Linked DNA regions of Sus scrofa: regions 1 and 2 are each linked to region 3. The links are chromatin contacts, called in public HiChIP or PLAC-seq maps. All regions are on one chromosome and are shown on one strand. The core of a region is the stretch at or near the end of the contact, and the rest is flanking DNA. Distances in the headings are between cores, read along the strand shown. Region 1 overlaps WDFY4 (WD repeat- and FYVE domain-containing protein 4). Region 2 overlaps WDFY4 (WD repeat- and FYVE domain-containing protein 4). Region 3 has its middle 7.6 kb from the start of ARHGAP22.

The links. HiChIP or PLAC-seq counts read pairs in DNA pulled down with a chosen protein or histone mark.
Region 1: a contact with region 3 is called in an H3K27ac HiChIP or PLAC-seq map of alveolar macrophages. The contact joins two enhancer-like sites. A contact is called at or near these places in 1 of 5 promoter capture datasets (liver), 1 of 47 Hi-C or Micro-C datasets (embryonic fibroblasts) and 1 of 2 datasets of contacts at active chromatin or transcription factors (alveolar macrophages).
Region 2: an H3K27ac HiChIP or PLAC-seq map of alveolar macrophages shows a contact between it and region 3. The contact joins two enhancer-like sites. A contact is called at or near these places in 1 of 5 promoter capture datasets (liver) and 1 of 2 datasets of contacts at active chromatin or transcription factors (alveolar macrophages).

What each region holds. Positions count from the first base shown.
Region 1 is chr14:89,536,712-89,539,759 of Sscrofa11.1, forward strand. WDFY4 (WD repeat- and FYVE domain-containing protein 4) reads left to right here. Exons shown (of 66, transcript XM_021073024.1): 44 at 1,049-1,255; 45 at 2,609-2,660. Among named protein-coding and RNA genes, the nearest start is that of MIR9835, 38 kb to the left of the region's middle. Within about 2 kb of position 1,595, at least 3 of the 83 cell types and tissues checked have an H3K27ac peak or open chromatin away from gene starts, as enhancers often do. A contact at or near this core is called in alveolar macrophages, where this site is marked.
Region 2 is chr14:89,558,939-89,562,142 of Sscrofa11.1, forward strand. It overlaps WDFY4 (WD repeat- and FYVE domain-containing protein 4), which reads left to right. Exons shown (of 66, transcript XM_021073024.1): 48 at 2,567-2,687. Among named protein-coding and RNA genes, the nearest start is that of LRRC18, 29 kb to the right of the region's middle. Within about 2 kb of position 1,438, at least 1 of the 83 cell types and tissues checked has an H3K27ac peak or open chromatin away from gene starts, as enhancers often do. A contact at or near this core is called in alveolar macrophages, where this site is marked.
Region 3 is chr14:89,337,546-89,340,455 of Sscrofa11.1, forward strand. No RefSeq gene overlaps it. Among named protein-coding and RNA genes, the nearest start is that of ARHGAP22, 7.6 kb to the left of the region's middle. Within about 2 kb of position 1,531, at least 18 of the 83 cell types and tissues checked have an H3K27ac peak or open chromatin away from gene starts, as enhancers often do. A contact at or near this core is called in alveolar macrophages, where this site is marked.

The DNA of each region.
Region 1 (3,048 bases), core at 345-2,844, 200 kb after region 3:
ATTCAAATGGCCCAGATCTACAGGGTCTAGATCTAAGTCTGCCATTCTTTAAAGGAATACCGGCAGAAATCCTGAGTTAATAAAATGATACTGCCCCCTAGGAAAGGAATTAAGCAAACAGGCTTAAAAAGGCTCTGGAATCGGGCAGATTGGATTTCAGTCTCAGCCCTGTCACCTCTTGGTCCTTGGGGAAGTCACTTCTCCTCTCCGAGACTTGGTTTCTGCATGAAAATAATAGGAAGTGCTACAAATTCCAGGTTTCACTCATGTGCAGAGAAAATGAGATAAGAGTAGGTGAGGGGCTCAGCCTAGTGGATGACAATGAGTTTCTTTTCTCTTTATGTTACGTTTATATAGTCTGTTCTTCATGTCATATCAATACTTGTGCGGTGATATAGGAAACTTCAGTCTAGCATACCTAAGCAGTTCAAGGGTGTTGATGTGCTTTGTAGAAGGTTGGAGTTAATAGTCTCACCAAAGGTATAACAGTCAAGTGCTACGTATGCAAACTATGAGGATGTCATATATATTAGGTAGAATTATCTTCATTAATATCAAAGATTTTAGCTTCTCACCACACCTTCAGTCCAGACACTGGAAGGAGTATTTTTAGCATCATTTTGAAGGGTAGAGGATGTGGTAAAATTCCCTGTCCATTTTGAAGAGTAGGGCTCTGGTGATATTCTGTGTCCATTCTATAAAGTAGCTGTCCAATCCACTCTGATGAATAGCATGGGGACCTACCTTTGGGACCTGTTGCTTTCTGCACAGCACCCAGCAGTCACATGGCTCCAAAGGCCAAAGGGAAGATGTTATTCACCTCCTTTAATCTGAATTAAATGGTTTCAAAGCCGACAAACCAGTTTCTTCTCCTGGTCTGGTCTTGGCTCCAGAGAGTATATTACACACCCTGAAGCTGCTTGGGGCTGCCTACAGGGGTGGTTTTCCTTAAGGAATTATGGGGCGCTTGGTCTGTTCACCCCAGAAGGTTTGGGGCCAAGCCGGTGAGGGAACATGTCCGGGGTGACACTGTACTTCTCCTTCCCAGAGGCGGAGATGTGGCAACATCCAGGCAGCCAGTGCCTGGGCCAGGATCCAGGAGCAGCTTTTTGGGGAACTGGGCTTGTGGGGTCAGACGGCAGATGCCACACCATGCCCCCAGTGGGAGCTGGACTGGAGAGAAGGACCTGCTCGTATGAGGAAACGCCTCAGACGCCTGTCTCCACTGGAAGCCCTGAGTCGGGAAAGGCTCAAGGTAGGAATTAGATGCATTGAGACAGGATGCTTCCAGACAGAAAATGTGTAGGGAGGTATCTCCTTAGCTTTTCCATCTTACCTTGTTTTCTTATGCAGCACTTTGGCATGAGCGGGTAGGAGAAGGAATGTATGCACTCAGCTCTAGGAGAGCTGTTAGGTATTCTTAATGCTGTTTAACAGGAGAAAAGAATCACTAACTCTTAAGGTGCTTAGAACAGGTGCTACAACTACAGCCTAAAAGAATGAAAAAAATGAGCGAGTGATTCATATCTACACCATCGACCCAGTACCATGCAAGTCTGTTAGAATGATTTAGGCAGAGCCATGTGATGGCTCTGCTTGCCCAAGTTATGTGTCATGGAGCAGTCATAACCAGCATCGCTACAGGCATTATTGTGCCAAGCAAATCCTGTATCAAGTCTTACAGTGGAAATATCTTGAACTCAGCTATTTCTGCATACTTGAGCCAGTGACCCACTTAGTCCAAATGACACTGGGATTGGATTCCCAGGCAATGGAATCCTGGCAGTCCCTGGGAATTTGCTGTCATGAAGCTTGGACTCCCTGTCAACGTATATTTTTGCCTTTTAAAGGTTGGAGAATGATCCTTGGGTTGGTAGTGGATGTAAAAGAATCTGCTAAATAATGTTTCATGTCCTCATCGAACAATCCTGATTTAAGATATTCTAAAAAGCAGACTTCCAAACCCTGAAACACAAGACATTTCCTTCTGCACTACAGTGTTGGGTTTATTCTCTAGTCTGTCTTTTGTCCATGTTAAATCCTTTATAAAACCTAATGAAAAATTATATTTCATATATTCAGTAGACACTTTAATTTTTAATGCATCGTCAACAAACATCTGGTGGTCTATAGTATTTTTTCTTCGATGCCTTCCTTAGGAGATGGAGGCAGGAAAAATAAGCCTGCAGATGGTGCTGCTGACAAGGCCAAAAGCTGTCTATGGAACCTGGTCTCTGGTCTCTTGGGTTGTCCAGCCCCAGGCCCTGTCCCTGGTCCCCTCTCCAGGGTGGCCTGTACCACAGACATCCAGGATGCTCTCTAGTCCCATTTGGCATTATCTTTGGTAATTACCGTAAATCCTACTTAATGGAAAATTGCGGGTTTTTTCCCATTTGACTTAGGAACATTAATACTCGCATTTTATTTTGGTCCTGTAGGATTTGGCACTTTGCTTCCCTTGCATCTGGGTCTTGAGTGTATGGGTAATTGGAAGGGGTCATAAGTGTGTGCGTGTGTGCGTGTGTGCATGTGTGTGAATCTGTGGAATGGGGGGAGGGGCATGTATGTATCCAGGATTTAATTTCTCTTTTCTCTGGTTTTACTGCAGGAAAGCCAAGACAGAAATGGTGATATTTCTCAAATAAATGTTGAAAACCAAGGTATTCAGTATATCTGTTTTATTTTACTTTTATATTTAGATCAATTCTTGGTTTTATTTAGCATCTTCTTAAAGGTAGGAAGTTAATATTTTCTAGGAAGAAAATGCTTCAAGTCTAGAGTAGGGAGTTCAAGGCCTTCCATACTGCACTCTCCAGAATGAGGAAGGAGGGACCCATTCCAGACCTGGACACTCCTTCAGGAAAGATTTCTTATTTAGGTTACAACAGTGAGAATGTTTTTCAAGAAATCTTGTCAATTTGCTATATGAGGGAAACCTTAAAAATGCCCTTCCAGGGAGTTCCTGTCATGGCTCAGTGGTTAATGAATCTGACTAGGAACCATGAGGTTGCAGGTTCGATCCCTTGCCTCGCTCAGTGGGTTAAGGAT
Region 2 (3,204 bases), core at 188-2,687, 220 kb after region 3:
GCAGCTGCTGACCTATACCACAGCCACAGCAATGACAGATCCGAGCAGCGTCTGTGACCTACAACACAGCTCACAGCAATGCTGGATCCTTAATCCACTGAGCTAGGCCAGGAATTGGACCCGTATCCTCATGGATGCTAGTTGGGTTCATTACCACCACACGGGAAACTCCCTAAAAGCATTTTCTAGAGGGCTCGTTCTCATGTCACCACTGTTTCAGAGTCCTAGGTTGAGAATCTGTCTGCACACAGTAAACTGAAACAAGGGAGCAAGTGGGAGGAGCTCTGTAAATGCCAGCCTGCCTGCCGCCTCAGGGAAGAAAAGGTACTGCTTGTGAGCTTGGGTTTTAGACTCAGAGGACCTGGGTTTGAATCCAGTTCCCCATGACCTTAGAAAAGTCACCTCTTCTCTTTAAAATGCAGCTTCCTCATTTCTGATATGGGGATCATAATAACACATGTTCAGTAAGGGTTCATTATGCAGATCAAATTAAATAAGGACTGGTAAGTGCTGGATAGGCTGTAGAGCCTGACAGCAATCAGTCCACCAGCAAACTGCCCAGAGCTCCAGGGAAGAGGTAGAAGAGGAGAGCCGTGGGCATAGGTCTGTGCCCCCATGAGCTTTATTGTCAGCTGGGGACCGAAACCAAGCAAAGGTGCAGCTAAGGTGCAGAGGATGTTTGCTCTGCCCCCACAAGAATGGGGCCACAGGACCACAGAGGAGTCATCGTCGTCCCTGTCACCAGAGCCTTCACCTGGGATGCTGTTTGGCCTAAGTTAAGGGTATGAACCAGAATAACCTCTGTGGCCTCACTGGGAGTCAAAGAAATTTAGGGGGAGCTCAGCTTAGCCCCAAAGGGAAGCATTAATAATGAACAAAGGACCTCAGCCAGCAGTAGGTTTGAATTAGAACATCTGAGCAGAAGCATCCAGAACCAAAGCCACATTTGTGTTTGTTCAATCCTACAGCAATGTGGCTTAGGGCAGGGAACCTGAGAGGATTGTTCTAAGAAGGGGCAGGAGAAGCTGCAAAAGGTCTGGCTGTGCAGGGGGCACTGAGCAGCGGCCTCAGGCTCTGTCCCACATGGGGAGCCTTCCCTTCTACTCAGCAGTGATCACTCTGTATCGTGTGCAAGTCCGAGCTCTTAGCACTATGGACCTGACCTCTGACTGGAGAAGTCCTGCCAGCCCTAGTGGTGGCCTGATCTCTCTCCATCTCCCCTGGGAGTGCGGCCTATTCTGGAGGCTGGGTAGTGGGGCGGCACCAGCATCTGGAGCTGGGATGGGAGTAGGTGAAATCCATTCCTGCATGGGGCTCTTTGGCTCTTACGTTTCAAGGGCTAAGGTGCTTGGGAGGCCCTCCTTTCTCAAGTCCTAAAAGCATTTCATCAGAGCTTTTGTGGTTATGTACACAATGTAAAATTGCTATGTAACTCAGATGTTCAGAAATGTCACTGTCAGAGTTCCTGTTTGGGCTCAGCAGAAGCAAATCTGACTGGTATCCATGAGGATATGGGGTCGGTCTCTGGCCTCACTCAGTGAGTTAAGGATCTGGCATTGCCATGAGCTGTGATGTAGTTCAAAGACGCAACTCAGATCCTGCGTTGCAGGCCAGCAACTGCAGCTCCAATTTGACCCCTAGCCTGGTAGCCTGGGAACTTCCATATCCTTCAGGTTTGGCCCAAAAAAGCAAAAAAAAAAAAAAAAAAAAAAAAAGAAGGAAAGAAATTTAACTGTCCATATGTCCATAACTGAAGTCAAATTTACTTTTCAAGTGCCCATTTGTGTTGCTGATGGAAATGCTGATGGAAAGCTTCATCTGGTTGGTTATCTGAAGATATTTTAATTACTTCCAGTGCAGAAATTCAAATTCATGAATCTACCTTCTTCCTCTCCCTTTCCTCCCCAGAGGAGAAATTCTGACCTCTTGGAGAGGCATCAGGCCTGGGTGGACCACCCTCTGCTCTTGATGGCCTCTACTATAATGTTGCCAGTCGCTGGCTCTGGGCATAGTGCTCTGGGTCAGGGGTCTGCTGTGGATGCTGGGGTCATTGTCTTCCAGCCCATCAGTGCTCTCAGCCCTGCTACCCACCTCCTTAGGGGTTCAGAGTTCTCTGCTACTTTCTCCCATTTTACACTAGGCTCCAGCCCAATAGATAGCATGGCTAGCTCCATGTAGTTGGAAGCCATGCTAAACATGGCTCAGCCCTATGTTCCAGGAGCCTGAATCTCTCCAGACTTTACATATCTCTTTCACCCTTGCCCCACCCCATCAACCCACTTCTGCCCTTTGTACCCAGAGAGCCTTCTCATACTTGTGCTCTGCCACTGTGTGTCACTGTCTGTCCTGGAGGCGGTCCCCTTGCTTTGTTGCCCCTTCCCTGGGTAAGGCCAATGCCCCACCCTGCTCCTCAGGGCAGGGCTGACACAGACAGTTGCTCAGACAGGGTTTATCAGGTGCTGGCATCTCCTCCAATGTGCCCCAGAAACTCTCGTGGGGCCTCAGTGCAGGCAGGGGAACAAGCCCACTAGACGCCCTCACACCGAATGTCTTGCTTCCTTTCCAGCATCAGCGATCCATTCATTTTCAACATGTGCAGCAAAGACAGGTCCTCTGATAACTACTCGTGTCAGCGTCATAGCTACGGTGACCTCAGGGAGCTCCGGCAGGCGCGTTTCCTCCTGCAGGTATGTCCCAGGAGGGAGCCAGAGGGAGGGCCGTCTCTTCAGGTGAAGTGTGCTCCAGGTGCCAATGAGGCCTCATCTGAAGTGAGAGGTACATCTCTGTGGCCCCCTTCATGCCTGTGCACAGCCCAGTGTCCTATGGGACACCTGTGGATCCTCCTGGCTTATGTTGGGCTGATCCCCTGGCTGGAATGGAGTTCCGTCCTCTGCTGCACTCTCTCCCCAGTTCCTGCCATTTGGTTGCTGGGCCCTTCTCTTTCTGACTCTGTCATTTAGGGTCCAGCCTTGTTGCTTTATTTTCCCCTTGACCTGTCCCAGAGCTGCCTTGGAGATTCAAAAATATGGGCCAGGGCAGCTCCACTGTCTTAGGGCAAAGCTGATGACTGAGAGCTGAATGCCCGTCTGTCCTGTTCTAACCGTGTGGACCCCTCTGAGGGCCACAGACCCTCTTCCTCCCACTCCCCACAGCTTCACCTATCTTTAAGCTCAGGGTCATTTCCCTGAGTGGGCTGAGTGGTTT
Region 3 (2,910 bases), core at 281-2,780:
CAATGGGAACTCCAAGGACATACTTCTAAATGCTGAAAAACATGTTAATTTATTGTCTCAAAGGAGATACTAGAATTGAAATTACAAAATGTTTGGAATTGAATGTGACACAAACAACACATTTCAAGACATCACATGTGACTAGCATGATTCCTTGAAGGAAGTTTATGACATTAAATGTGTATGTTAGAAAACAAAATGTTGAAAATTAACTAAGTATTGACTAAAGACATTAAGGAAAAGATGGCATGTTATGACAGTTTTTTTTTTTTTCAGGTTTAGCTTTGAAAGGGGTTGAAGAAATGAGTTCTTCATGTTCTATATAATTTCCAACTGTTGGAAGTCTCCAAAGCTTAGGACAGGGCCCTTTCTCTCTTGCACACTCTCTCAAGTTACCTTGTCCATTTCTACAGTTTTAAAGTATCATCTGATGGGTCCCAATTTGATATTTACAGACTGGGTCTCATCTTTAAGCTATAAGCTTCCCTTCCTCCCTTCCTTCTTTCCTTCCTTCTTTCCTCCCTCCCATTCTTTTGCTGTGCCCTTAGCATAAGGAAATTCCTCAGCCAAGGATTGAACCTGAGCCACAGCAGTAACTGGAGCCATAGAAATGACAACACTGAGTGCTTAATTGCTAGGCCACCAGGGAACTTCAGGCTTCCTTTTCTAACTGCCCTCTTACCTTCACTGCTTGGCATCTCAAACCTAAGATGTCTTAAACTGGTGCTCCAACCTGTCCCAAACTTGCTCTGCCTCTCCACATCAGTAAATGTTACTGCTTTAAGAAAAAAGAGGTCATTCTTATTTCACCTTCTGACTCATTCCATGAGTAAGGCTTCTAGTTACTTCCATTTCTAAGATATATCCAAATCCATCCTTTTCTCTCCATGTATACTATTGTCCCCCTAAGCAGGCTACCGCTATTTCTTGTCTGTCCTTCTACAGAAAACTTCCTCACTGGCTTCCACGCATGCTCCACTGCCTCAGGTTATTTTCTACAGTGCAGTAAATGAGTAAATTGGAAACTGCCATTTCTCTGCTTAAAAGTTTAACATTATTATGTGTCCCATAATGCAAGTCTCAAGTCCAGGCTCCCCTCCAGATCTTAGAAGGGGCTCCCTGAAGGGTCCTTGCCTATTTCTCCACTTCATCTTGTCCTCACTGCTCTCCCCACCCCACCCCCACCCCCCACACTCCCCACACACAACTTGCCAGCATTATGCTCTGGGCACACTGGTCACTTAACTCTTTTTCTGACCCAGAGCCTTTGCACAGGCTATTTCCTCTTTTTGAAATCCTCCCCACATACTCTTAATAAACACATTCAGTTTGTGGAATGAGCAGATACATACTAGCCTGTTAACATGGGGATTTTTTTAATCCTTATTTCATAGCCAAAGCCTAGCGAGATTGAGTCTATTTTTCAAGGCATTTTTGGCTATAAGGACAGAAACCTAATGGTTCCAGCAAAATGCTTGAAATGATCTCTGGCTGGATGATTGTGGGTCACATGGTATCCAGAGTAAAGAATAATTCCATCTGCTGGGCCTTGGTCATGTGTTCATCTGACTGCCAAGGGGTGAGATCAGCTCCTGCCAACCCGTGTGGAGTAAGACTGTGTGGGGAAAGGCTCCCTGGAACAGCTATATTTGTAATAGCCCCAAACAGAAAATCTTCAAAGTGACTGAACCGGGGGATAGTTAAACAGACTGCAGTCCACCCGTGCCATCGAATCTACTGACAATAAAAAGGCACGGGCTATTGCTATACACGGCCATATAGATGGATCTCAAGAATGCTATGCTGGGAGAAAAAAGCCAGTCTCAAAAGGTCACATACTGTTTGACTGTATTTATAAACATTCTCAAAATGACATGATTGTATAAACGGAAAGCAGCCTAGTGGTTGCCAGGGGTTAGGAAATCAAAAGAGCTAGAGGTGAATGTGATGAAATAATTCTGTATCTCAGTGGTTACAGAAATTGACACATGTGATAAAATATCACAGAATGATGCACACTGGACAAATGTCAGTTTTATGGTTTTGATACTGCATTATATTTATGTGAGATGTAGCCATGGAGAGAAATTGGGAAAGTGTATGTGGGACCTCTCTGTAACAATTTTACAACTTCCTGCAAATCTATTATCATTTCAAAATAAAAAGTTTAAAACATAGACTACAAAATAGTGAATACTCACTAAGAGCGACTATATACATTCCTAATCTATTATGTATAAATATAGAAAGTCCTCTTAGGATGTTAAAACTTTACTAATATATATTATTTATCACACTTTTAAAGATTTATCTAAAGATCAAAAGGCAAAACATGTATGATAATTAATGAATATAATTCCCCCTTTCCCACCAAGACGTGGATGTGATACAGTGTCAGGTCTGCACACAGCCCTAAGAAGCCTATCAGCTTACTTTCTCTCCCTGAAAGTCAGCTGCTGTGTTGTTGAAGGTGTGTGTTAAAGTCCAATGAGTGATAAGAGGCCATCAGGGGAAAGAGAGGCTGCCAGGATGACCAAGGCAGCAGTCATGTGACTAAAGCTTCTTGGATATTCCAGCCCCTCCAGACCCCAAGTGAATGCAGGTGGCAGCCCCCAGCCCACACCATGTGGAGCAGAACCACTCAGCTGAGCCCTGCCTGCTTCCTGTCCCACAGAATCATGAGATGCAATAAAGAGCTGTTATTTTAAGCCACTATATTTTGTCATACAGCGGTAGATATTGGAAATGCTCTCCAATATAACTTGGGAAAATTTAGTAATTAAATTATTGAGCACCTCTGAGGTTAGGGTAGAGGCTACAAAATGAAGTCCCTGACTCAAGAGCTCACAGACTAGAAAAGCAAGAGTCAACTCTAAAAGCAATTTGCAGAATGAATGAGCAGTGGGAGAA